Regions from separate parts of the Mus musculus genome. Here region 1 is linked to region 2. Evidence: chromatin contacts called from public Hi-C data. All regions are on one chromosome and are shown on one strand. Each heading gives the region's core, a stretch centred on a gene start, on an enhancer-like site or on the middle of the called end of the contact. The rest is flanking DNA. Distances are from core to core; before and after follow the strand shown. Region 1 has its middle 280 kb from the start of Gm25935. Region 2 has its middle 130 kb from the start of Gm25935.

What was found. A called contact is a pair of places that touch in the nucleus more often than the background predicts.
Region 1: a Hi-C map of pancreatic cancer cells shows a contact between it and region 2. The contact joins two enhancer-like sites. A contact is called at or near these places in 3 of 484 Hi-C or Micro-C datasets (embryonic fibroblasts, pancreatic cancer cells and uterus) and 1 of 9 other capture datasets (embryonic stem cells).

Annotation. Positions count from the first base shown.
Region 1 is chr17:93,521,938-93,528,596 of GRCm38.p6, forward strand. No RefSeq gene overlaps it. Among named protein-coding and RNA genes, the nearest start is that of Gm25935, 280 kb to the left of the region's middle. Within about 2 kb of position 2,449, at least 7 of the 459 cell types and tissues checked have an H3K27ac peak or open chromatin away from gene starts, as enhancers often do. A contact at or near this core is called in pancreatic cancer cells, where this site is marked.
Region 2 is chr17:93,376,668-93,383,782 of GRCm38.p6, forward strand. No RefSeq gene overlaps it. Among named protein-coding and RNA genes, the nearest start is that of Gm25935, 130 kb to the left of the region's middle. Within about 2 kb of position 3,559, at least 31 of the 459 cell types and tissues checked have an H3K27ac peak or open chromatin away from gene starts, as enhancers often do. A contact at or near this core is called in pancreatic cancer cells, where this site is marked.

The DNA.
Region 1 (6,659 bases), core at 1,199-3,698, 140 kb after region 2:
GACCATAGGTGTGTGGGTTCATTTCTGGGTCTTCAATTCTATTCCATTGGTCTACTTGTCTGTCACTATACCAGTACCATGCAACCAAACTGATTTCTAGAGTGGTTGTACAAGCTTGTAATCCCACCAGCAATGGAGGAGTGTTCCATTTTTTCCACATCCTCTCCAGCATCTGCTGTAACCTGAGGTTTTGATCATAGCTATTCGTACTGGTGTAAGGTGGCTTCTTAGCATTGTTTTGATTTGCATTTCCCTGATGATTATGGATGTTGAACACTTTTTTAACTGTTTGTCAGCCATTTGATATTCCTCAGTTGTGAGTTCTTTGTTTAGCTCTGCACCCCAATTTTTAATAGGGTTATTTTTTTCTCTGGAGTCTAACTTCTTGTGTTCTTTTTTATATATTGGATATTAGCCCTTTATCAGATTTAGGATTCTTTTCCCAATCAGTTGGTTGCCTTTTTGTTTTATTGACAGTGTTCTTTGGAAGGCTTTAATTTTTTTATTTTTTATTTTTACTTTTATTATTATTATTATTATTATTATTATTGTTTTTGTTTGTTTTTTGAGACAGGGTTTCTCTGTATAGCCCTGGCTGTCCTGGAACTCACTTTGTAGACCAGGCTGGCCTCGAACTCAGAAATCTGCCTGTCTCTGCCTTCTGAGTGCTGGGATTAAAGTTATGAGCCACCACTCCCAGCTCAGAAGGCTTTAATTTTTACTTTCAAAATTCCTTTATACTCTTAAAATATTTTTGTGAATCCTATTGCACATTTGTTTGTGTGACATGTCTCTTGAGATTTCCTATTATAAATTAGAAATCAGTAAGTTAGAATAAACCTATTACACATTATTTAGTATTTATTTATTACAGAAACAATGTGTTTTTAGTGAAATATAACTATTTCTCAAACAAAGAAACAAGAACTGCATCTGAGTGCTTTTACATCAATTCCTGAGCAGGTACAGTTGGGTTATTATCTTCCCACCTGTATTTAATGTGTTATAAGCACATGTGTCACACAGATGCCAGAAAACTGTGAACAAAGGAAGGAATGAGTATTATTACAAAAGTAACTATGAGAAGGTCATTCACACCCATTTGGGGCCTCACACATTGACAATGACTGTTTTCAGGAACAGTAAAAAAAAAAAAGCCAATGAAACATGATCATTGGCTATCTTTGTTGCATATGCTATTGCAAAGGTAAACAGAATATACCAGCTGCTTGCTTAATTTAAAAATTTATTGACTAATAATTTGTTTCCTTCCAACTTTAGTTTTTTCCTAACTATTGTATTTCTTAAATATATAGAATTGGTGAAAATAGAGGGAATAACCGATAAATAATTAACTTCTAACCCTGATTGTTTAACCCTGAAACCTGAGTTCCAAACAAGTGATGTGATTCTTAGAACTTGCTACAGGTGTCAAACCGTAAGTAAAAAAATCACTAGGTTGAGTTGTTTAAGAGAAAAAATTTAAAAAGTTTTGATAATTCTATAAAATCAGAATACTTCAGCCATAAATTAGCATCCAGAATAAATCAAACATTCATTCTGAGGTCACCCTTTTGTTAGGTCATCTTACTGCTGAGATGTGGAATTTGGAAGGAGTGAGGAAGGAGGGTACTAGATTTTATTTGCTATTTCAAATTCCTTGAAAGACTGTTGACACTGTGGAATGAGTCATGCTTCAAGAACATAAATGGCAAAAAGGAAATAAAGGGGGAGGACTAGGAAGCCAATGAAGAGTTCATAACCTTCTGAATTCATTTTATTTGCCAATTATGTTATAAATAACCCTTTGACAAATACCCACTGGGTATCACTCAGGGATGCTGTAAATAGTTATATCCTGCATGCTTTAGTTACTATCTAAGAAACTGTATAGATCCCAACACATATTTAAAAGAAACACAAAGCCAGTGTATCACTATTCAATATTTAAAACAATTGATTGATTGATTTTTTCCCCTTCAACCCTGCACACATTTCAGAAGTCTGTCTGTAAGTAGGGACAAATATGGCCTACTCTTTCAAATGAGTAGATATCTTTCATAGTAATAGGATCAGTTAGTTTGATGCAAATTTAAAAGTTCTGAGTAGGAACACATTACCAAAAAAAAAAAAAAAAAAAAAAAAAAAAAGATGCCTTTAATACCCTTTCCCTTTCTCCATAGCTTTTAAGACAAACCTTTTTTTCCCTCACTTTTGAGAAAGAAAATGAATGGTCAGTTCTGCTGAATCCTGTTCAGTTTAAGCTTCTGTCAAGTTATAAGAAAGTAACATATGTTCTTACATAGTCACTGTCACCAAATTTACATGCTTTCCTTAGAGCTAGAAGTTGTATATGAATGAAACACTTAATAAAGCCGTGTAACTCTTTCTAGAACACCCATTCTTTGAATACTTAAGCACTTAACTACAGTGAGTCTCAACTTGGATGTACATTAACCTTATCAAGAAAGATTTCAAACAAAATGACTAAGCAAGGTTTGGCTGCATTCAGATGAATTAAGATCAGCAGTTAGTTTTGTTTAAAATCAAGCAAGTCTAAGGTGCTAAATACTGCTCTGTGTAAAGGCGCTTGTAATCATCAAGGAAACCCGCTCAGATGAGGGAAACCTATTGCTTCCTAGGACAGTGGGCAGGTGTTAAGCATTGTTAATGCACTGGTAAAATCTATTAATATCACTACCACTGTTAACCGTAAGCTCTTTAAGTTCTTTTTGTAACCACTCCTGCTGTTCTTCTTCCTGTAACTACTGAGGAATAAGATTCTGATTCCTAAATAGAAACAGTTGGACACTCTTTTCCTGCCTTGGCTGCTTCAAACAAAGGACTGCCAATCTAGTAGTTCAGTACCATGAACCGGGCCATCTTTCGAGACTACTTAATAATGGCTAGCTGGTTTGGCTTATTTCCTGAAGATGTAACCTCACCCAGGGCTGTTTGAAACAGTCTGTATCAGAATTTTTGCTGCCATGAGCCTGATGAATCTAGATGACTCCATAACCATCTCTACCTAGGTCAAAGCAGCCCTTCAGAAGGAGTGTGATACTTGGTGAAAATGCAGATTATCACTTGAATGTGATGTATACTGCAATTGATACTAACAGCCCTTCTCTGGCTATGTAAGTAGGCTGTTCAGAATCTCTTAATGAATTGGTGGAGTTACAATTCTCTCTATAATTCTCTATCATTATAGAGAATTACAAGTTCTTTACCTTTTGAATGTTTTAATATTTGGGCCATGTACTGGCTAGTTTTGTGTCAACTCGACACAGAGTGGAGTTATCACAGAGAAAGGAGCTTCAGTTGGGAAAATGCCTCCATGAGATCCAGCTATAAGGCATTTTCTCAATTAGTGACCAAGTGGAGAGGTCCCCTTGTGGGTGGTACCATCTCTGGGCTGGTAGTTTTGGTTCTATAAAAGAGCAGGCTGAGCAAGCCAGGGGAAACAAACCAGTAAAGAATATCCCTCCATGGCCTCTGCATCAGCTCCTTCTTTTTGACCTGCTTTAGTTCCAGTCCCGATTTCCTTTAGTGATGAACAGCAATGTGGAAATGTAAGCTGAATAAACCCTTTCCTCCCCAACTTGCTTCTTGGTCATGATGTTTGTGCAGGAATAGAAACCTTGACTAAGACAGGCCAATAAAGGCTTTTATCAAGTGGTTTTTGTTGTTGTTGTTGTTGTTGTTGTTTTGGTTTTTCTTTCCTACTTTCATTAGTGCCAGCTGAGCTGGTAACATGAATAAAGATGGTAGATTAACCATGATGACAGGCAGTAAGACAAGAAGCAGTAGCTGAGCAGTAGCCTGGGCAGTAGGTAGGCCAAAGTGTGAATGCTGAAAGGCAACTGGCCATGAGACAGCTGAAGAAACAATGTAGCTGAGCACTGAGAATAGCCAGAGCAGGAAGACAGGTAATGTAACTACAAATATAGCAACAGAGGGTAGAGAACTCAGCCTGAACAAGGATAAATGCTGGAAAAGAAGAATAAATGGTTGGAAGAAGAAAGCTCCAGGCTTTGGTCACTGTAAGAGTTACAGAGAACTGGCAAGAGTTTATGGCCAAGAAACCCAGGCAATTAATGTTAATTGCCAAACAATTAACATTGGCTCTTGTCAAGGGCTGAGGGATTATAATATCTAAGCCTGCCTGGAAGCTTCAATAGCAGCTGCAGCCCAGGGAATGTTGGCTTCCTAAGCCTGGAACGTATAGAGCCAGAGGTCTTGATGGTTAAATCCTACAGGAGAGCAGATCTCTCTAGAGCAGCACCTAGTATGGCTGTTTCCACCTGATTTTTGCTGCTCCTCACTTTTGTCCAATGCAGAATGATAGAAAAAGCTGCCAGATTTCCACCTTTGAAAAGCTTCTGGACTTCTCAAGATTTCTCTCCAGGAAGAGTAAAAGCACTCCAGCTAGTTGATGGGTCACATGAGTTATAGAGCCTCTGATTTGTCATTTCCTGATTCTGACTCATGACTCCTCTTAGTGACTCACATTTATCCATGAATGAGTCTGACCTAAAAACCTGGATGAAAATGTCTTTGGTAGATGGAATCTGTGGGAGGTAGGAGTCGTGGAGCTGCCAGAAACTGCATTGCTGCTAAAATAAAAGGACAGGGAAACACAACCACATTTATAGAAAAGCAGAGATGGAAACTGATGGTCTTGGATTTATACTCTCCTTTAGGTTCAGGTATGTTTCTGAATCTAAGATGGTTTACATTATTTGGTAGTGTCAAAGAGTGTCCCACTACAAACCCCAGTGTTTAAATAATACTAGAGTATTTCTTGGTGAATACTCATGTCTACTATGGGTCAGAGGAGGGCTTTGCTCATCGTAGTACCGAGTATATAGAGGACAACCTTCTTAAATGTTGCTTACAGTGATGGCTAGGAAGTACACATGCTCTGAAGAGTCACTAGTCAACAATTAAGTGCTCAATCCCAGAAATACCATGTCTCACTTCCATTCACAAATCACTCAGGAATAATATTGACCTACCACAAGGGGTCTGTAAAGTTCATAGGAGACTTGGGGAGAATTAGAAGACAACTATCTAACATCACAAAAGCCTATTACATTAACCTACCCACATATTCTTTCACATTTCATGAAAAGTTTGATTATCCTTTCAATAATTTCCTATTTTAATTTTAACTTATTATACTAACTTTTACTTTCATAATATAACAAACATAAACAAAGTAAATAATACTGAAAGGCTTTTAAGAGAAATAACCCACCCTGTTTGCGATTCATTTACCTGATCCCAGGAGGTTAATTCTTAAATGCTTCTTCCTTCTGATTTCTCAATCACTGTTGCTATAGGTACTTATGTTGTGCCAAAAATATGTTTTCTTCTTTTAGTGGAAAATATCCTCAGGGTCCAAGATTTTCTTCTAGTATAAATATATCTGGTAATAAACATCACATTTTGGTGGCTGTTTTCTCCCCCACTTTTATTATATTTATTCATTCCTTTAAAAATAGTCTTTGGGTCTGAGGGCATAGCTCATGGTGTCTATATAGCATATTATAGGGCCTGGATTCAGTCTTTAGCACCAATAAAATTATTTGATAAGGTTTCAAGATGGAATATAAATATGTAACCTAAGCTTATATCCTCCAACCCTGATTCTTCCTAAATTCTAGTTAATTGAGTTTTACTTAATTGAAATAATTTCTTCTGGCAAATGTGGGGAAATTGAAGCTTCTGTTTCTTCAAACTACAGCTGTAAAATTGGAATGCTACAGAGAGTACATTGTAATACATTATTATATGCAATAACATTTACTTCAAAGTGAATACTACAGACAAAAATCTTCCCAGAAACTGATGTACCAGGTTTTGTTTTGTTTTGTTTTTGTTTTTGTTTTTGTTTTGTATCAGGAAAATTAACTTTGAATTTACAGGCAGAAAATGTGACTGAAGAAACTACAAAGGATTCTGAAATTTCATAATTTGTTTTTTAACATCTGTAGGATATTTTAGCATGTATCTCAAAAATTTCCATTCAAAATTAGCCTTGTGCTGGAACTCAGAGGGGAGAAATGACAACTTTAGTCATTGTTTTTTATGAAACTGACCTTTATTTATTTATTTATTTATTTATTTATTTATTTATTTATTTATTTTTGGCTTCAGAAATGTTTCTAACAATCATTCCTCAATTTTTCTCTGTTTTGTTTCCCATGTCTCTCTGGGCATCTCTCAGAGATTTCTCCCTGCCCACCTAAGATTAGACACTTCTTTGACTCTCTCCAGACACATGCAAATGACAATGGAGAGTTTGTCTTGAGAGCCATGTTAGCTCTACTGAGTCAAATTATTATTTGGGTTATCAGAGGTTTTTGTGGATAGATTAAGAGAAATTCTGTCTGTTTAATGTAGTCATTGTAACTCAGAAAAGACTTCTTGGATTAACTTTGTATTGTTGTGCCAATCCTCAGAGAAAAATGTACAGGCCTAGAGATTTCTTTCTTATTTTAAGTGAGTACTTATGCTGATATGGATGCACATTCTCATTCTAGGCAAGTGTCATATTTATAGGACACATGAGATACCTCTGATGTAAATATTTATTGTGTTTAAAGTTCTAGCTTAGCCACAGTTTTTAACATTCTGCAATGAATTACAGGCAT
Region 2 (7,115 bases), core at 2,309-4,808:
AGACATACATGTAAGTAAAATAACAAACATATAAAAGTAAAATAAATAAATAAGTTGAAAAATATTTGGCTTATGCTGAAAGATGGTAGACTATTCTTTACCCACAAATGTCATAAAATCTTTCAGTTTTCTGACTGATTCCAATTTCTGAACAGAGTTAATGGTAGAATTGATTTAACAAATACCATGAACAAAAATATTTTAAAAATGAATAAAAACCATAAATTTTTTTCTATTCTTTCTCAGTAGAAATCAAGAAAGAACACCAAGCTTCTCATGGGTGAAATATTTAGGTTTTTATTTGTAATGTTTTGAACTTTGAGTAGCTGGTTTATCCATAAATAAATCAAGGAGATTATTTGTTGCTGTTGTCATATTTTTATAACAATGGTAAGCCTTACCTGAAAGATATCTGTAAACATAAGTTCTCTATGAAGCTGTGTAGCATAGTAAGAAGAGCATTCTACTCATAGCTACAGGGGTTGGCCTATAGTTCTGACTGTAGTTTTGAAATAATCATCCAATTTTGTTTGGCGCTTTCATTCTTATTTGTAAACAAATGTTTTTCTAGACATACCTTCAGAGAGAAATTCTTTAATTACATCTCAGGTGAAATGGAAAGTGTTGTTGGGAGACACCACCCTTCCTCCTCTGACGTCCTTCAGGAAAACACAAACAACACAGAGAAGACACAGGCTTCTGACACAGGGCTGACATCCAACTGACAACATTTAGAAGAATGCCTGATGTCTTTGAAATTTGAAGTAAATGTCATTCTCTTGAGTTACTCAAGCTCTGTAGACCCTATAGTAAGAATTTCAAATATACCACAGCATATTATATCTACTGACACTAATTTTATACCTTTATAATTTAGCTAACAAGAGGCATGCTAATTATTTACTGCTGGTACATAGCTTTTGTTAATATGTTAATTACTTAGTGCTGAGGAGCTGTGCTCATTAGGGTAAACTCATCTGTGACAAAATACCCAGCTTTGTAATCAGAATAAATGTTAGTGAGAATGACCCTGGGATAACTACCACAGTAAAAAAGAAAACAGCAAATAATTTAAGACTGTAAATGCCTGGCTAACAAGAGGACAATTAGCTAAGTAAATTTAAATGTACTTATGCATTTGCTTGCATGGGTTTCAGGCTAGTACATCATTTGTTTGAAACTAGCCTGGTGTTTTCTAATTTCAGATGGAGGTTAGGCTGTTACCATGTCACAGTGTATAATTATTGGGCAGCCACAGCAATTTTTAAAGAAAATTTCACACTGTTTGAGACTAGTGTCATACATTGCTAGTTTGAATTAGTTTGTGAAAGTTATTTATATATTAGACACTTTAAATTAGAGAGTGATAACAGTTTATTAATAAACCAAAACTGAAAATGTACATTTATAAAAGTGACAGGCACAAATAGGTATGTCAAACTAAGATGAAATATTTAGGTTTTATTTCATTGTGTGTGTGTGTGTGTGTGTGTGTGTGTGTGTGTGTGTGTGAATTAATTTCCCCACTTGTTTGTCCATTGGAGTTTGAAACTTAGCATTTAAAACTCACTGGAAAAGCAAATAACATTAGCTTTAGACTCCCCCAAAAATTTTCCAGGTAATTCTTGTTCCCTTTACCCTAAGCCATTCCCACCAATGTCTCCCATGTTTTCTCCTGGTTCACTTGGTGAATGCATCTCATATAGCCTCTTACACATAGCTTGTGGCTGTGGGTTTTGTGAATGTCAGGGTAACTTCTATAAGCTGCCTCTTCTCCCATGTCCAGGTCCTAACCAATGTAAGAAAGAATAAATAACAAGAATAAATCCAATACACTTCTGTCAAGTGATCTTATTTGTAGGTTCGCTTTCCCGGTGAGAACTTTTGACAATACGTGGTAGGATTATTTATCAAGAACACATGCATCAAATGAAGCTATGGAAGATTGTGACAATGCAGATAGGAGTTAGGGCTTAGACAAGAAACACAACAAGCAAGATCATAAAAAATAATAACACTATGTTTAATATGTTTAATAAAGGTATGTTTATACACACAGAGAAGCAATTGAGATCGCAATTTGGCTGAAAGTCATGATCCATGCAATTCCAGTATTTGGAAGGTAGAGGTAGGAGGACAAGAATTTCAAGGTCATATTTGGTTACATAGTGAGTTTGAGGCTAGCTGTGGTGTGTGCATATGCGTGCATGTTGTATCTACCACTTTGAGAGGGTAGAAGGGAGGAGGAGAGGAAGAGAGAGAGACAGAGAGAAAGAGAGAGGAGTACACTTTGCTTGTTAATTCAAAGCATATGCTACACTGATGTTCTCTCAAATGCCCACAGTATCCAGTGTGTTGCTTTAAATACAGATGAGCTTCAGGTATCTATAAATTGGAGTTGGGTATGGTGGTGAGGGACAATTTAGAGCCCAGAATAGCTTAAGTGTGATTTTCAGAACAAAACTGTGTTTTACTTCAGGCAAGCCCCCAAGTTTCCTTAAGCATCTGATACTGTTTTTAAAAAAGTAGATAATTCTTATTTTGAGGGTTGTTATAGAAATTAGAGGTGATATCTAACAAATGGCAGATCCTCTGCTTATGAAGTAACCTATCAATTTAGCCAGTTGTTTGTTGTGTTAAACTTGTTTATAATAGAAGTTAACTTTGTGATTTTCATCCATGGTTAATTTAAAAAAAAAAAAGATTCTACTGAGGTGAGGGGAAGAACTTGCCACACGAGTGTGAAGACTTGAATTTGGATCCTCAGAACCCATGTAAAACTGAACATGACACAAATCTGTAACCCTAGCATCCTAATAGCCAAATAAATAGAGGGAGTCAAAACCTTGAAAATCTGTAGTCCAGATAACTTGGCATTAAACAGTGAACAGCAAGAGAGCCCATCTCAAGATATAAGGGGAGGATCAATACCTATAGTTGTCCTTTAATCCTCACACTGGTGACTTGGCATGTGCCTGTCTGTTTCTGTCCTCACACCCAGACATTACAAAATTTTTTAAATCACCAATTTAAGTTAAAACTGTTCTAGAGCTTGTTTTTTTTTTCAGTTTAAGTTAGAGTACACATTAGTTTTTGATAGTATTTTAACTGCTATTAAAGCAGGTGAAGCGATGGATATGTTAATTAGCTAGATGAAATCATTCCATATGTGTGCATATTAGAAAGATATCACATTAACTCATAAATATAAATAGAATCCCCTTGTCAACTAAAACATTAAAAATATCCAATAGTTTTTTGGTTTTTTTTTTTTTCCTGACATCTTGCTGAGCCATACTCATGCCTTATTGCCTTTCCCAACCACGTGACTGCATGGGTATGTAACTGGGGATTGACATGGCTGTTGAATTTTACCAGCCTGTTTTCTGAGTTTCCTTTTTCACCTTTGTGTTATTATGTTTAAAATGAACTTCTCTCTCCTAGGGAAAACACATTTTCCTTGGTGAGATGAATCACCGTTGACTGATTCATCTTCTCAGGGCGGAAGCTTGGTCTAATGGTTCAAGCTGTGCTCCATGAGTCAGTTTTTCTGGCTGAATTCCCTGTTTTGGGTCATAGATAAACCCCTTGTCCAATGGAGATGGTGCCTCTCTGTGTGCATGGCACAGGGGAACTGTCTGATGAAAACATCCTAGGGAGAGCAAGGAATGGGTTGATGGGAAACAGGAAGAATGAGTTCCCAGTTTGAAGCAGTGTATTGGCATTTACCTTCTCCCTAGACCACTCCTGACTTCAGGGACTGAATGGTAAATCGTAAGTGGTTCTGTATTGGGACTCCAGTTTCAGGCCAGAGGAGATAATTATTTGTATAGCTCCTCTCCAATAGATACTCAGAACGGACTGCAAAGAAAATGAGGATTGATTGTTAATTAGGAGACAGGAGGACTGGGAGACCTTTTTATTATTCTGCTGTTTCTCTCAAAATGCTGCATTGAAGGGAAGATTTTCTCAGAATGGCTTTACTCCCTGACAGAAGGGGCACACCAGGCATATTGCTAGTACTTTAAACAATATATCCAATCGTTGCTGTCACTCAGCAATCATGTTTATCACAGAGTCATTCATTTCCCCAGCTTGCCCTCACCAAGGTGGAACAAAACAAAACAGACATAATGTTAGTACTTTATGGGTCTCAGTAAGTTTTCAGTTCAGGCTGAATATTTCCATTTAGCTTACAGAATTAGGGGCTCTCTAAAGCAAGCTGGTGTGGTGTCATGCTATCATGTAACTATTTACAAAGGACCTAGAAAAATGTAGACAGGCCAGTTTCCTAAAGATCCGTTGAGAAAATTGTAAATTAATCATTAGGATAAGCTGGCTGTCATTGGCCCAAGTGTTGTCTTCTAAGTATCAGGATGGCACATGTTATTAATGTAACCATCCTGGCAAACAAGGAAGGGTCCTTGTCTATCTCAACTTGGACCCATGTGTGTTAAAGAGAGTTCTGTTTCCTCCCATCTGTCCTGGTATTTGCCCAATCTGTGATGTCTGTGGGGACATTTAGTCAGTTTGGAATTCTTGCTATGCTTTAGTATGGAGAGACTAAGACCACAATTTAAATATCAGTTTGGAAAAAGTAAGATAAGGAAAGAAGGAAGCAAGTTGTATGTCATCGGGCAGATTGTTGAAGTCTGCCAATCGGAATCCATTCCTGTGAGGAGCACGATTCTACTGCAGAGCACCTCAGATTTATCATTATAGAGGACCAAGGCCCTGAGGGGTTTGCTCTCACTTGGCAACCATGTTCACCACAGAGTCATTCCCCAGCTTGTCCTCACCAAGGGGGAGCCAAACAAAAGCAAACAAAAGAACTCACTCACTCTCAGGAGAGAAGATGCTGATGTTTCTAGTGCCCAGCTTTCAACCTGTGGGGTTGGGTGCAAAGGGATAAGGACAAGCATTGATGTTAGTTAGCCATGTACTCTTTATTTTGCATTTGTTTCCTCCTTATTGGGAGTATGTGCCAGGATTCTGGTACCCCATCTATTTTTCTTTTATTTTTTTTTTTTCATACAAAACACTGTCACATTAGCTCCTATGCTATCTCTCTTTTAAAATCTGAATTACAAAACTTACCCTTTAACCATTTTTTTGCTGCATAGAATTGTGGCATTAGGTGCTGTCATATTGCTGTGCCAGCCAGTGTTACCAAAAATCTGTCTTCAGAAGTCTTTGTCTTCCCCAAATGGAATTCTATATTCATCAAATGATAACTCTTTATCCTACTTTCTCTGAAGCACCATTTGCTTTCTGACTATAAAAACTTGATTAGGTATGTTGTACAAGTAAAATCATATATCATTTTTCCTTTTACTTATGGGCTTGTTTTGCTTAGCATAATGCCTTCAAAATTTATTTACATTTTAGCATGTATTTAGAACATTATTCTTTTTGAAGGCTGAACATTGTTCTATTGTTGTGCATAGCATGTTTTGCTTCTCCCTTCGTATATAAATGGACTTTTGTGTTGCTTCTGCTTTTTGGTTAGTGTAATACTGCTGATATGGGCGTTGATGTTCTAAGAGCAAATGTGAGCTTTCATTTCACTTGGGTGCATTCCTAGGACTGGTATAACTCTTGTAAATGTGTATTCAGAATTGTTGGACAGTATGGGTCTATTTGAGGAATCCTTATACTGCTTCTCATATACTTGCATCAAAAATGCACCAGACTGTTAATTTTCCTACATTTCCACCAATATTTCTTATTTTTCACCTTTTCTTTACTAACAGACATTCAAATTAGTTTGATGTTCTGCCTATTGTAACTTACTTTACCTTTAATTTATTTTTTTTTCTTTGAACACTTTTGGTGTGCACTGAAGTACATACAATTTAAAGTTTTTATATATAGTTTATTTGTTCTAAAATGTACCTTTAGAATAAAATTTATTTTTTGTGTGTTATAATTTGGTGAGTTATCATTATAAACAATCTGGAAAGTATTAAGATGTGTAAAGCAGATAAAAGTCATATAGGGACTGATGAACTGATGAATTAAATATATTCAATGAGAAGGTAATTTATTTAATAATTTATAAACAACTTGAATAAATTATATGATGGTGATTTCCATTAACTCCAAAATCAGACAATCAGTGGTTCAGTCCTGATTCAATTTATTCTTTCTCATGGTGGGGAAATTACAGGATCGCTCCAGATCCCAACTGACAGGATTTTAGGGGTAACAGAGTTATGATAAACTCCAAATCATGTATTGGTGGACAAAAAGAGATCTCAGGCTTTGTTCTACATTCTAATGAGCAAGGAATGCTTACAAAGGAACCATTGTAATAAAGGTATAATTGCAAAATAATGAAAGTTCTCAAAAGAAATAACAGCATAGCTCTAGGTAGTTTATAGGAAAGGCATCAGAAGAGTGATGGTTGGAAAGATGTGGTCAATCAAGTGTAGGCTAAGGATTGTTGTGGGGTGTATTATAGAAGGAACACATGGTTGTTTTATCTTGGAAGAAAGAAGGAAGCCCAGTGGGAATATTCAGGAAGTATTGCTATCAATCTGGGGTGTGTGTGTGTGTGTGTGTGTGTGTGTGTGTGTGTGTGTGTGTGTGTGAGGAAATGGTTTATAGAGGAAGATACTAAGCTAATATTGGAGGGATGAGGGTTGTCTGGATAGCAATTTGAGGAAGCAGCCTATATGTTGCCCAAGACCCTCTGCATACAATCTCTCATGTACATAGCTCGATTGAGATGTCATTATAAGCAAGTGAGAGATGATCAAATATATATTAGTTGTGAAAATTTTATCCTGTTATTTCTGGGCAAATTCTGAGAGACTCCTGGAGAAAAATAACTAGGTATTCATCTGCAGTAAGTGTGAAGGACAGAAGTGAGACCAGAGGAAGCCGGAGAAGGTCTGGCAATGATTTTGATAGTCGTGTCAGAAATCCATGAGAATCTGAATTAGAGCTGTGATTTCTTGGGAAGAGAAGGATGAGTTAAAAAATAAAGGTTTGGTATGGGTTCGTGACTCATCTTGTGTGTTAAGCACAAGAGGAGAAAAGGCCTATGATCACACTCCATTGGCTCTCTTTTTTGAAAATCTGGAAACAGGAAGTGTTAGTTTCTTTGTTTG